Regions from separate parts of the Mus musculus genome. Here region 1 is linked to region 2. The links are chromatin contacts, called in public Hi-C maps. All regions are on one chromosome and are shown on one strand. Each heading gives the region's core, a stretch centred on a gene start, on an enhancer-like site or on the middle of the called end of the contact. The rest is flanking DNA. Distances are from core to core; before and after follow the strand shown. Region 1 overlaps Cpz (carboxypeptidase Z). Region 2 has its middle 21 kb from the start of Gm40283.

Evidence for each region. A called contact is a pair of places that touch in the nucleus more often than the background predicts.
Region 1: a contact with region 2 is called in a Hi-C map of the N1E-115 cell line, with 8 times the contacts expected there. The contact joins two enhancer-like sites. A contact is called at or near these places in 3 of 39 promoter capture datasets (frontonasal cranial neural crest, hippocampal neurons and pre-B cells), 11 of 484 Hi-C or Micro-C datasets (8-cell embryo, the N1E-115 cell line, cortical neurons and 3 more) and 1 of 115 datasets of contacts at active chromatin or transcription factors (embryonic stem cells).

Annotation. Positions count from the first base shown.
Region 1 is chr5:35,504,022-35,507,118 of GRCm38.p6, reverse strand. Cpz (carboxypeptidase Z) reads left to right here. Exons shown (of 11, transcript NM_153107.2): 9 at 308-447. Among named protein-coding and RNA genes, the nearest start is that of Cpz, 20 kb to the left of the region's middle. Within about 2 kb of position 1,573, at least 2 of the 459 cell types and tissues checked have an H3K27ac peak or open chromatin away from gene starts, as enhancers often do. A contact at or near this core is called in the N1E-115 cell line, where this site is marked.
Region 2 is chr5:35,433,098-35,436,402 of GRCm38.p6, reverse strand. No RefSeq gene overlaps it. Among named protein-coding and RNA genes, the nearest start is that of Gm40283, 21 kb to the right of the region's middle. Within about 2 kb of position 1,497, at least 5 of the 459 cell types and tissues checked have an H3K27ac peak or open chromatin away from gene starts, as enhancers often do. A contact at or near this core is called in the N1E-115 cell line, where this site is marked.

The sequences.
Region 1 (3,097 bases), core at 324-2,823, 71 kb before region 2:
AACTCTGGGCAATTGTGTGCTGTGGTCATTGTCAGACTCCTTGAGGCTGTAGGCCCAATAGCTGGGACACAGAGACCTGTGAGGTGCACTGGCTAGTTTCTCTGGGAGAACAAGATTCTGCCACCCACCTGTCTGAAATCAAGTTTACCTCTGTGGCCTGGTCAGGGCCTCTACTCCTGACCTCAGGGTTATGCATGGAAGAACAGTGGCTGTGTAAATCACCTCTTTGTGCAAAGTGGTGCTGGGCCTGGAGTTTTGTGCCTGCCACAGGCTCTTTGCCCTTGACACTCAGCTGCCCACCCCACAGGTATGTCTGACTTCAACTACTTACATACCAACTGCTTTGAGATCACTGTGGAACTGGGCTGTGTGAAGTTCCCCCCAGAGGAGGCGCTGTATGGCCTGTGGCAACAGAACAAGGAGCCCCTACTCAACTTCCTGGAGATGGTGAGCCCCACCCACTGGAAGCTTCCCATGGTGGGGAAGAAGTCCAGCTTCTACCCTTAGGCTCTGTCCTCTTGGCTCTATCTGGGGCTCAGTGGAAGCATAAGTTGGTGACTTCTCTGACCATCCATTCAAGACTGGGGCTTCCCAACCATATCTCTTCCCTCATATCTCACAGGCATGATTGCCAAAGGGAACGTGGGGGCCTGGCAGTCTTTTGGGGGTACTGGCAGTCTGGAGGGGATGCTGGCCTGCCTCCAAGCCCCGGGAGCTATCAGGAAGCAGTAGGTGAATTAAGCTGAATCTTGACGGAAGAAAAACCAGGCAGGAGCGGGTACTCTCTGAGCAGAGGGGGTGCAGTAGGCGACTCAGTGAGGCACTTGAGACCTACGGGGTCCCTTCCCGAGACTGGAGTGAGGGTAGTTGTAGGAGTGAAGAGGACAGTATGTATGGGGGTGGGTGGGTCTCAGAGGTGATGATTCTGGGATACAGCCTGTTCACACATCAGAGGTCTGCAGGCTGAAGGGTAGACTGCCCAAGAGTACCTGCCTATCTGCATGGAGCTCATCTGGACTAGGTGATGGGGTGATTGAAAATACATCCTCAGAATCCTCCATTGGATCCTGGAGCTAGAGTCTGCTGGGTCAGAGGAAATAGGTGCCTGAGCCAATGCCTCACCCGGCACAGCTCACACAAGTGCTATAGAATAATGACGAGGCACGGAGAGCTATAGGGAGATAACAGCTTTGGGGACATCAGCACATTCAGATGCAGGGTGGCCTTGACAAGTGCACAGTGCTCCGCAGTTGGTCCCGCCCCTAGATGGCCCTGCCCTAGGCAGCCCCACCCCTAGATGATGAGGCCCGAGAGAATGATCACTGTGGCCACAGAGGCATGTGGCTATGCTGGGGGGTGGGGGGAGCAAGAGGAGTGGCCATGCAATGGCAGCTGCCTGGAGTTTAAGTTCAGACTTTGTGTCCCCAAGTTCGGTCCTTGAGCCCTGTTTATTTTCTGGCGAGATCAGGAATCTTCCACCAGGTGAGACCAGCCAGAGCCTTGCTACAGCAGCAGCTATGGGAAGAAGACAGCCCCAAGTAGCACAGAACATGGCCACTGTTTTCTGTGGTAGCTGGCACGTCATTCAGGCAGGGTGTGTCTCATCCACAGGCAGGGCCTGGGGCAGAGCTAGGTGCTCAGGCTATTCTGTGGTCGTCTGGGGAAAATGAGTTAGAAGGGGCTTTGGTGGGACTGGGATCGCTCCGTGGATATTGTACATGAAGTCTCAGTGTATGAAGATTTAATGGCAGGCAGAGTGGTGGCCAGTCGCGCAGCACTTGGCTTACCCCGAGACAGATGACCCCCAGGAAAACGGGCTTGGATCCTGATAAGGATCAGGTCTGTCAGGGCCAATTGAGGTCACTTTCACAGTGATCCTGAGCAGGCCCAGGGGTGGGGGGGTGGAAGAGGCAGAGGCAGAACCAATTCCTCCTGCTGCTCAGCTCTGGGCCCCAGGGTGGCAGAAGAGGACCCCAGTTGAGGTGCAGATCAGAGACTAGCCAACTGGAGGGAGGGGCTCCCGTGGACAGGCCCTGAGACACAAATGCTCACTCAGTAAAACCCAGCAGGGAGAGAGAAGCTAGGCTATGGCGTCATCAGGAATGACATCTTAGAGGCTGAGGAGTGAGGGCTTCTGGGAGTGGTAGAAGGGGCCAGTCAGTGCAGATGGCCAGAACATTCTAAGAGGGCAAAGGTGGGGGGGCACAGAGGTCTAGAGGGATACACGCATGGGGGAACCACAGGTTAGCCATGACCACTGGCTCTGTAGGAGTCAGTGTCTTTCTGTGAGTGAGGAGGAGGGAGGGAGGAGCTGGCTGGGTTGGCACAGTGGCCTCCGTACCATCAGTTGTCCTCATCCAACAACTCCTCCTCTCCCTCTACAGGATAGCATTTCTGGTTTCAGCTCCACAGAACAGCAATCCGTGCTCAGGAGCATCCAGGCAGTGGTCACCCATTCAGGGGCAGCCAGCTACCACTTAGGTGTTCATGTCATGAGAGTTGAGCTCCCAGCCTGTGCTAGCCACATCTACATGCCCTCTTTTCCCAAACCTTCAACCCTGTTTTGTTTATTTCTAAACTGTAGAAGAGAAGTGACTAGATTGTTGTGTCTGCCTCAGTGCCTCTGGGAGTCAGGAGGGAGGGTGGCAGCCACTGAGAGCTGCTGGCTCTGAGCAGTGGGGGACTTCTGGGATTGTTGGGTTCCCGACTTTGCTGATCTTAGAAGCACTATGAGCCCTAGGTGTTATTGGCAGCTCCGGCCCCACTAAGATCCATTCTGTAGCTGAGGAAGTTGAATGTGCAGAAGCAAATGGTTTTCTGGGGTCAGGAGGCCCCCTTGTGTGCAGAAGGCACGGGGTGTGGCTGGGAAGCAGAAAGGTCAGTTCATAGTAGGGCTGAGTCTGTCCAGCTTCATGGCTGCCCTCCAGGGGTCCTGGGCTTTACTCTGAGGATACCGCTGAGTGTCTGGTGTGTAGACTGACACATGCAAGTGTAAGTAGTGAGTTGAGGGTTTGAGGACCTGGTCTGTGTCCTCACCAGGCTTCCTGCTAGAACCTCCGCTCAGAAGGGACCGCGAATGCCTTCCTAGGCTAGGGAG
Region 2 (3,305 bases), core at 248-2,747:
CAAAGAAAGAATCTCTGGTAGTGCAGGCCCTCAAACCTGTGGAATCTCACCACAGACCATAATGCTCAGACGCTGGGCAGGGCCACAGGATTTAACAACTGTCTTGCTGCGTTTCAGCATCCTTTGGTCCCCTCTCTCCTTTTACGTGCTTCATACCTCCGTCTAGGATGCAAGTGCTTATTCTGGGTCATTGGATCTGGGATGCATGTAACTTTTTCTTTGGTTTAATGGGGGCACAAAGTCTTGAGTCTCAGAGGACATGAACTTTAGACTTCTGAACAGAGTTGGGACTGTAAACACTTCAGGGAATTGGGGCTGGAGAGAAGGCTCAGTGAGTGTTAGTGCTTTTGACCAGTTCACTGACCGGTACCCACACAGGCAGCTCAGAACCATCTGTACAACCCAGCTCCATGGGATACAATGCCCTCTACTGGCCTCTGCTGGCATTGCATGCACACACACACACACACACACACACACACACACACACACACACACTTAGACAAATCTTTAAAAACAAAGAAGACTTTAGGAACTCTTGAGTTTGGATGGAAAGAACTTTGCTCTACAAAGCTGCCTACGAACCTCTGGGGCCCAGGGGCAGAATGTTCTGGTCTGAAACATCTTCCATAGGCTCATGTTTTGAATAACCGATCCTCCACAAATCAGGCTACTTTAGGAGGTATTGGAGGTCTGGGGAGGTGAGACCCAGCTGGAGGAAGTGGTCACTGTAGATAGACCCTTGCAAGATATGCCTGAGCCTGGTTTCTCCCCTCCTCCATGCTTTCTGATCTGCTCTGATGTGAACAATCTGGACCATGTCTCTACCCGCCCCATGTCGAACTGCTCCACCATGCCCTCCCCACCATAGTGGATTGATCGCTCTAAAACCATGAGATAAAATAAATCACTCTCCCCTAAACTGTTTGTGTCAGGTGTTGAAGTCAAAGCTATGCAAAATTAACTGGGTAGCAGCTGTGGTCCTGCACAGCATTGTGGGTAATCACCCAAGAACAGCCTCAAAATGAAGCCACTTACAAAAGGGATGCTTGTTCCCCAATGTAGAAAGGGGAAACTGAGGTTCAGAAGGAAGGAGAGACGAAGGGCTCTGGTGGCTGAGATAGATGCAGGTAGAGAAGGTTATAGCTAAGAAGAAACTGAGTCGGGAAGAGGTTAATATTTCAGCTTTAGACTCTTAGACTCCAATTAAAAACAACAAAACAGAATTTCAGACTCTTTCACCTAACCCTACTGTGACCTTCAGCTCCTCTGTGCTCATGCACTAAGCTCAAGACAGCTTCTAGTAGCTGCCTGAGAGCTCCTGGCTCTCTCCTCAAGGCCACTTCCCTCCTCTGGCCTCCTGGGGCCTTGGGCTATCATGCTTAGCAGGAATGAGCAAGCCGATTAATTGTTCCTGAAGCACTTAGACACTCTCAGGCGACAAGAGCCGAGTCACAACAGCATTACTTCATTACTATCCCATAGAGACAGGGTCATCAGCCAGGCTTGAAAACAGGACTCAAAGCCAGCAGCCAGTGGCAGGAGCCTTTCTCACAGGAGTGGTCCTGAGGGGCAGTGGCAGTCACTTAGCGCCTTGCAAAACCATCAGCCCTGGGGACATCCTAGAGAGTAGAGTTCCGGGCAGTCAACCTCTCTCGGGACTCTGGCTCTGGCCCAGCCTGGTGCTGCTGTACTCAGAAGAGAGGGGCGTGGTGGCCCGATGTGCATGGGTGGGCTGTGCAGCTTAAGACACACGACTCTGTGCAGGATGCCAGAGGATTTGTCATACATGTGGCAGGCTGACTTCCATTAGTCTCACTCAGAACTAACAGCAAGTTTGTTTAATTTACAAATCCAGGAGGGGGGGGGGCAGGCACCTGGCTGAATGGGCATTGGTGAGTTCCAGCACTCATTCAGTCTTTCTCCCACCCTCCCAGAAGTCTGCTGACCATCTAGATGGTGATGACTTCCTCTTTCCACTGGGCCCTCCTGCCTGCCGTGCCAGTGTTGAGAACATAGTCTGGTACAGCAAGAGCTATAGTGCCTGGTAATCATCCACTCACCTGGACCTTGCTGTAATTTGTGTCCTGTCCTCTTCCATCCCCACTGGCTCCTGGCACCAGGTATCCATGGGTTCCTCTCACATTTGTGTCATCCTGGGAGTCAACAGCGCCCCCTAGCACCGCTCCACAGCACTGCCACCAGCGTTATCCCTCATCACTGACATCCTGCACTGCCTCCAGCATCACCAGAGGACCAAGCACTGACCAAGAACCCTCAAGGACCGAGTAGTGACCAAGCACCTCCTGCAGACTGAGCAATCTCCAAGAACCTGTCATTCACCAAGCATTCCCAGAGTCCCCTGGGTGCCAGCCGGCTGCACAGTACAAAGGACACGACCCACCCTCTGGACACTTTTAACAGCTTTTTTGGGCTCCTGTTGAACAGATATTTACTGCCATTCGACTGACCCTAAACTGAGATGGGTGCAAGGGCAAATGTTCCTCCATAGCTACTGTGAGCATTGTACTGCCCGAGAGTGAAACTGGAATTCCCAGCAGGGGCCTCTTCATCTTCAGAGGAAATCTGAGGAAAGCCTGAACTTTCATGGGCACTCAAGCATCCCCAGCAGCCAACAGGAAGGGAGATATTCAGACAGTTTTGTCCCTGCGCCCTTGTCAGGATCTCCCAACCCCCAGATGACCATCCTGTTCATCTGAGTGTCCTGGGAGTGAGGGAGGTGACTGGGCTTGGCTTCCATTTGCACCTTGTAGCCCACAACCCATCCTGGGAGGATGTGGGCATGATCTGTCCTGTGAGGTAGAAGGTATTGATGGACAGTGACTTCTCAGGCAGCTCAGGTACACAGCAAAAGAGGGCTTAGACAAGATGCAAGCTCTCGTATGTCAGTGGTCCAGGCGTTCTGGACTCAACAGCTGCCCTCAGATACCTGTCAAACCCATGTCTGTGAACCAGGTTGTACTTCTGCACAAACTGTCAGCCACAATCTGGGGTTCACATGAAACCAGCACCAAGGCCCCTAAGTTTTTCCAGGGCTGTCTGAAGTCTCAGTGCCAGAACCTAATCTCCCATTTCACAGACAGGATTTCCATCATAGCCTAGTGGAGGAGCATAGGCCTCACCCATTTCACAGGCAGGATTTCTATCATAGCCCAGTGGAGGAGTGTAGGCCACTGGACAGAAACCAGGAGTGCGCTCCCAGAACCTCCTCATGCGGCATGCAACCTCTGTTTGGTCCCAACCCAAAGTCTGGGCATTCACCCCAAAGTGGAGCCAGGGCTGCT